Linked DNA regions of Zea mays: region 2 is linked to region 1. Evidence: chromatin contacts called from public Hi-C data. All regions are on one chromosome and are shown on one strand. The core of a region is the stretch at or near the end of the contact, and the rest is flanking DNA. Distances in the headings are between cores, read along the strand shown.

What was found. Hi-C and Micro-C count contacts between places; a contact is called where the count stands out from the background.
Region 2: a Hi-C map of tassel shows a contact between it and region 1, with 5 times the contacts expected there. The contact joins the promoter of LOC100281023 here to the promoter of LOC100283035 in region 1. A contact is called at or near these places in 5 of 25 Hi-C or Micro-C datasets (bundle sheath, ear, endosperm and 2 more).

The regions. Positions count from the first base shown.
Region 1 is chr8:70,850,413-70,853,868 of Zm-B73-REFERENCE-NAM-5.0, reverse strand. LOC100283035 reads right to left here and starts at 1,723. Exons shown (of 1, transcript NM_001155937.2): 1 at 40-1,723. The coding sequence starts at 1,556. The coding sequence ends at 708.
Region 2 is chr8:71,020,856-71,024,305 of Zm-B73-REFERENCE-NAM-5.0, reverse strand. It overlaps LOC100281023 (Grx_I1 - glutaredoxin subgroup III), which reads right to left and starts at 2,130. Exons shown (of 1, transcript NM_001153942.3): 1 at 1,295-2,130. The coding sequence starts at 2,031. The coding sequence ends at 1,570. It also overlaps the pseudogene LOC103636996.

The sequences.
Region 1 (3,456 bases), core at 474-2,973:
ACTGTGGTGAGGCAGCGCAAAAGGGTCCAGGATCACGTTGCAACCACCAATAATATAATGCGTCTCTGCTGATGAGCACGGTTTACCTCGCTGGCTGACAGACCCAGCCAGCCATCTCAAAGGAGGGAACTGCTGCTATTGCTATGTGCGTGTTTCAGGCAAAAGACATGATGCAGCAAAAGGGAAGATGTGTGGTGTCCAACGCACTGCTACCACACATGTCTGTCCGATCTCTTGCACTGTCTGCACTTCCCTGTTCTCTTTTCACTGCAAGAAAATGCTTGGAACACAAGCGACTGCGACACGGCTACAGCAAGCAACCAGCTAGTATGTTAAGCGTATAGTACGCTCGGATTAAACAAACAAAAGCAGGTCCAGATCTCGGAGGCCAAAGATCCATCCAGTGAAAGAGGAAGCACTACTTGTGTACATCACATTAGGTTACAAATACAAATCACCAATAGAAATCCGCCGAAAGGAAAAGGGGAGAGAAAGGAAGGGGAAGAAAGAATTAATAAAGCCACAAATGCATGGATGGGTACATGGATGGATGGGGCACACCAACTCTATGATCGTATCGACCGTGCGACATTGTATGGCAATGCACGGCGCGCGGCGCAGGAGCGATCGATCGCCACCGCAGTAGCGCCGCGCCGTGTGATCTCAAATCTGAACGATGGTGACTGACTCTATCCTCCCTCTCCCCATCAGAAGAGGCCGGCGCCGAGGGCAGCAGCGGCGAGCGCCGAGAGCGCGGCGGCGGCCCAGCTGCCGGCGGCGCCGGGCGTGGCGGCCGCCTTCTGGTCGTCGGAGGCGGAGGTGTCGTCGTCGGCCGTGGGCGGCTCGGCGATGCCGGCGGCCTTCTTCTTCTTCTTGGTCTTGGACTTGGCGGGTGCCGGGGCCGGCGCGGGCGCCGGGGTGGGCGGCTTGGGCCCGAACAGCTCGTAGGGGAGCGGCACCTTGTCGACGGGGTAGATGGCGAGCGGGAAGTCCTTGCTGACGGGGCTGCCCAGCAGCATCCAGTTGACGCCCGTGGACACGTTGACGTTGTTGCCCGACCGCTTGATGTCGTACCTGTAGGGCCCGTCGTGGCCGGAGCCCTGCGTGTTGACCTTGCCGTCGAGGGTGCCGAGCATGGAGAGGCTGTAGAAGCGGGGCAGCACGCAGTAGAGGACGAGCTGGATCTGGTCCTGCGGCGACAGCCCGTTGAGCACGCCGGCCTTCATCTTGTCGAAGGCGGCGTTGGTGGGCGCCATGATGGTCAGCCCGTTGTAGCTGTCCGTCAGCTGCGCGTTGATCTGCGTGTCCACGCGCGTGTCGTGCAGCAGCTGCTTGAACTCGCTGAACTGGTCGTCCTTGAGCGCCTTGTTCACGTCTGTGGGAGGGGCCGCGTCCGCCGCGCCCGCGCCGGACGACGACGACGCCGCCGGCCCTGGCGCCGCCTTCGCCGCCGCCGGAGCCTTCGGGGCGGCCTTTTGAGCTGCGCTCAGCAGCGGTGACGCCGCCGCCAGGAGCACCAGGAGGGTGGCGAGGCGAGGCGTGCTGGTGGTGGCCATGCTGCTGCTGCTGCTGCTAGCTGGTGGCGTTGGATCTGATGGAGCCTACACTGCCTGCCCTGCTCTGCCTGCCTGTTCAATACACCTATTATAGCTGCGGTTGGTGGCGACGCCTTGCAGTTGCAGCCAGCCAGCGCGCGTCCAGAGTGTGCGTGCGTGTTTGCGCGGGGAGCACCGGCACCGGCACGTTCGAGCCTGGCTGGCCCTTATAGGGCGAACTTTGCGACCGTGGCAAGTCAGGTGTCACGGCACCCCAACCAGCGCTCTTCTCTCTTTACGTGCGCCGCGATGTGATCCTCCAACCACCGGACCGGAGCTTCAGCTCAGCAAGCTACCATGACAGCACGTTGGTAGCGCCATACAGGTAGGCGTGCCTGTACTCTGCTCGTATGCGTATGCACGATTGCACGTACGTACTTGCGGGCTGCCGCATGTGGCGTCGAGTCAGGCTTGCCAACTTGCCAGAGAGTGATGTCCTACCTGCAATGGCACTGCAACTGCAACGCAAAAAGGGAGCCCCAAATATCTCCTTTTCCCTTCTTTTTTTCGTTTTTCCTTTCTCTACATCGATACAGTGCAAGATGTTTCTTTGGATCTGTGTACAGCCTGGCCTGGCCTCTCATCTGTATGTATGCCGTGCATATGGTGGCCGCGACAGTTCTGTCGGCTGGGACTGGGAGTTTCTGTATATTCATCAGCTAGCGCGGGGAAAGACAAACAAAGTGGCTGCTTGACAGCTATGCAGTGCTGCATCATGTACGTATGCTGATTTGTCTGTACTAATAATAAAAAGAAAAGAAAAGAATAATATGGTAATCATGCTGTGTTTGAGAGGCAACTGGGCAAAGACGAATCCCACCGACAGTCTACGCCCCTGCTTTCTTCTTCTAATGCAAGCTGCGTGTCAGCTTCAGACCACAGCTGTAAATGCAGTGACAGCGTCTGCGCAACGCGGCCACGACGACGTGCGCACTGAAAACCCGTCCGGCGTGTATATACGATGCAAACAGCAGCCCCCTCCTGAATTACACTGAATTCTTACTAGAGGTCTGAATTCTTACAGTGAAAATCTTATTGAACGCTGCTGTGCAGATCTGCTGGGTTTCCCTGAACCAACCGCCGCGGAAATTGGTGGGCGGTGGCTACGCCAGTGCGTATTTGCGTCTGCAGCGGCGTGGAAAATGCGAGGGGGGCGGTCATAGAAAGCAGCGGTGGAGTGGAAGTAGGCAGAGACGAAGGCGCGCGAGGGAGATACCGGCGACGGCGATGCGGCAGCGGCCGGAGAAGGACCGCCGATCAGCAAGGCCCGCTCAATCGACAGTCCCGTTCGTCTTCGGCGACACGCCAAGCAGAAGCTGCCAAGTACAGTGGACAATTGGACATGGTGTTCTCAAGCCCTCGACAGCACATAATATAATAACTCTAAAAAGGAAATCTGAAGCTGCCAAGTACAGTGGACAATTGGACATGGTGTCATGGGAAATCTCTGGTTTGAGTTGAGACTTTCAGAAGTGTGGTGGATTCGACGAGAGCTGGGTAATTAAAGTCCATCGCCGAGTGATCGGATCGGGATTTGGCCCCTGCAGATCTCGCCATGTGCGTATGACTACTGAGCGTACGCGAGCGAGACACTGGACGGACGCTGCGTGCGAGAAAAAAATAACGTCGGCCGGCGACAGGTGAGCACTGAGGCACCCGTCGCCACTTGAACAACAAGCTTGAGCTGAGGCCGGGAGAAGAGATCGAAGAAAACCGACGGCTCAACGAGAGCTGCTCGGCGTTGGCGACCACACGCTGACGGACATGCCATCGCTCTCACAGTCTCACCTCGCCCGGGTTCAATCACACGCTACGCTCCAGCAGCAGCACCAGCACCACCAAACCCACCGTCACTTGCGGC
Region 2 (3,450 bases), core at 881-3,380, 170 kb before region 1:
TAGAACAGTGTATGGTCTCAGGCGCTGTGGAGAATTTTGCAACCATGGCACTCCCTTCGGCGGGCTTCAGATTATTGGCACCGTGATCGTCGCAATTGAATCTGTGGCATTATAATCTCGCCCGTTTTAAAAAATGGCATCGCGCTGCATTGATGGTTATTAGCATTTTTCGTGTGCCCGTCGTACCCTCGCTCCGTTACTTCCCTGGCCGCCGCCGTCGTGCACCGCGAGGACGCTGATGGTCGCCTCGGCGTCAGCCTCAGCAAGGCGCTGCCCAAGGCCGCCGTGCGCGCCTTCACCGAGAACCTGTAGCGCCTGGCGTCGCGGATCCTGCTCGCCCGCAAGCTCGCGCTCTTCGCGTCCCGCCTCCTTCTCCGCAAGCTCCTGCCAGGCCCCCCGCGCAACAAGCACGCCGGCTGCCCCAAGATCGACTTCAAGGCCGGCGTGGACCACTTCTGCCTCCACCCTGGCGGGACGGTGGTGATCGAGGCGATGAGGAAGAGCCTGGGGCTCACCGCCCACGACGTGGAGCCATCCGGGATGACGCTTCACCGGTGGGGGAACACGTCCGCGAGCAGCCTCTGGTACATGCTCTCCTACATGGAGGCGAAGTGGAGGCTCAAGCGCGGGGACAGGATGCTCATGGTCACCTTCGGCTCCAGCTTCAAGTGCAACAGCTGCTACTGGGAGGTGACCAGGGACCTCGCCGACGCCGGCGCGTGGGAGGACTGCATCGACCAGTACCCGCCGGAGACGCTCGTCAACCCCTACATGGATAAGAGAGACGAGGAAGACGACGGCCAGGGAAGGGAGAATGGAAGACGCTCGAAGACGGCGGCCAGAGAAGTAACAGAGCGAACGGAGCGAGGGCACGACGGGCACACGAAAAATGCTAATGACCATCAATGCAGCGCGATGCCATTTTTTAAAACGGTCGAGATTATAATGCCACGGATTCAATTATGACGATCGCGGTGCCAATAATCTGAAGCCCGCCGAAGGAAGTGCCATGGTTGCAAAATTCTCGGCGCTGTGTCGGTAAATCATTTCTAGATTAGGAAACTTAAACGGAATTTAATATGTGATCATGTCGAGCTGACGCGCGTACATCACGGGAGTGATGATCACACGACATATCCGCACGTCCTTGTCGAACACCTGTGCTATTTTTTTCTGTGCAAAAAGAAAAGGTTTGTGTGGAGGAAAATCCCAATCCAGTCGGCAGCCGATGACCTGTACCGTTCATGAGTTGTACTGACTGCTGTGCAATTATGACACGTCCAGGACTCAAAGCTCAGGTAATTTCAGCACTCTTTCATATTCACATGACGGGAAACCAAGATAAATATATACTGTAAATCGCTTAACACACGTACTCCATTGTTCTAACTACCTAATATTCTGTTTCTACCGAAAGAGTTAAAAGTCCTATATGCATGCCTATCTGGTCTATTTAATAGAGTAAAAATAACAAGTTAAAAATAACATGGACAAGGGGAGCTGACGACGATGGAGAGGCCAAGGAAGGATGGACGGGGGAGCGAGACTACGAACGCCTTGGTCCTCTCATCAGAGCCACAGCGCGCCGGCGTCCTTGAGTATGGGCACGAGGTCGCCGGAGATGTGCACGGCCATGAGCCGGTCGAGGCCGCCGAGGAGCCTGCCCCCGACGAACACGGCCGGGAGGGCAACGTCGCCGCCGCCGTCGACGACCCCGGCAATAAGCTTCGCCTCGGCGCCGTCGGCGACCTCGTGCACGGCGGGGTTGACCCCGAGACCCTGCAGCAGCCGCTTCACCACGTGGCTGAGGCAGCACCCGCGCTTCCCCACCACGAGCACGGGGCACTCCGCCACCGCCCGTCGCACCTCCTCCCCCCTCGCCGCCGCCTCCGCCCCCGCCGACGGCTGCTGCTGCTGTGCAGCCGCGAGCAGCCTCTCCTCCTCCGCCACCGCCGCCGCGGCCTCGACGCCCATCGCCGGCGCGGGCCGCGGCCACGGCCGGCCGGCGCTGTACGGGATGGCCTGGTACATTACTCCCTCTTCCTCTCCTTCCTGGGGCGCGCGCGAGTTTTTACACGGCGTCCTTGTTCTCGTTTCGGTTGGGAGTTGCGATTTGTGGCGTCGTGTGATGGGCAGCAGGAGGAGTAGCAGCCTGATATATAAAGGGCGGTGAGGTCAGCGACGGACGGGGATGCCGTCATAGTGTGTGTGAGATAGGCCGAGAGGACGACGGCGACCGCAGGGTTCGCGCCAACCGCGCCGCGGTGGCGTGGCGTGGCGTCAGCCGCGGTTGAGGTGGTTCGGTGGGCCCGACACGCCCCCGGGCCTCTGGTCGGGACGGCCGGTCCGTGACGGCAGCACGTGGAGAGTCTGATGACTAGGCCAGGCGCGGCCAACGCGCAGCGCGTGGGAGGTGGTGACGTGGTTGGTGACGAAGCTGCGCCCACGCCGTGGGGTCCCGTGACGGCGGCCGCCGGCAACGGCGGAGTCGTGGAAGCTTTGGAGTGGTAGCTTTGGAGTTGTATCAGCAGTGCTGTGACTCGTAAGGATAAGGACAAGTATATAAATAGTGCTATGAACCGCCGTATGACTTTTAAAAGTTGATATTCGGCATTTGAAAATCTCGAACTTCGAAATTGTAATCTAAGGAAAAAAGATGAAATTTAGAGACATATGGATAATTGATTTTGTTCAATTCTTTCTAAAATATTTTGTCTAACCCTTTTTACTATAATATAAATTATAGATGACCAATTAAGTCGTGCTAAATGAGCTGACACTAAGCACGACACGACTCGTGATACTTCAGTACGGCACAGACACGATTCATATATCGTGTGTTTGGTTACGCGCATATGCGGCATGCGTTGACCAGGTTGTTGCGCGTGTTTGTTTGCCCGTATGCAGGTGGCCAGACCTGCATGTACAGGTGCAGTCACGTCTTCGCGGGAAGCTTTTGTCCTGCATCCGCCGATACACGTGAAACCTCTGTATCTGCGGGAGCAGGCTCGCGTGAGGCCGGTTGCACACACGCAGGTATCAATCAGGTAGATAGTGTCAATGTCGATACGACACTTGTCTAATGTCGTGCTTAGGCCACCACCCAGCACAATTAAGTGGCCCGCTCAATTAGGCACAACATAAAAACTCGACTTACGAGGGGTAAGACAGTTATTAAGAAGAAGACCTTTTCATACAGGTCGAGAAAAACCCCCGAACCCATACCCACACATACATATCGACACCGAAGTCCATGTGAGAACGACCGCGACTGGGACCGGGCCTTAGACCTGTGTTTTAACGTAGGATAGACAAGTGGATTTTTTAACCACAACTTGAAATTCGCTCCTACGGAAAGTCGAACCCGAACCTAAGGAGTTCTACTCTAATCACCTAATCTACTCAACTAGAGGTCCTTTCGCATTAGGCACGACTTAAAACCAACCGGTG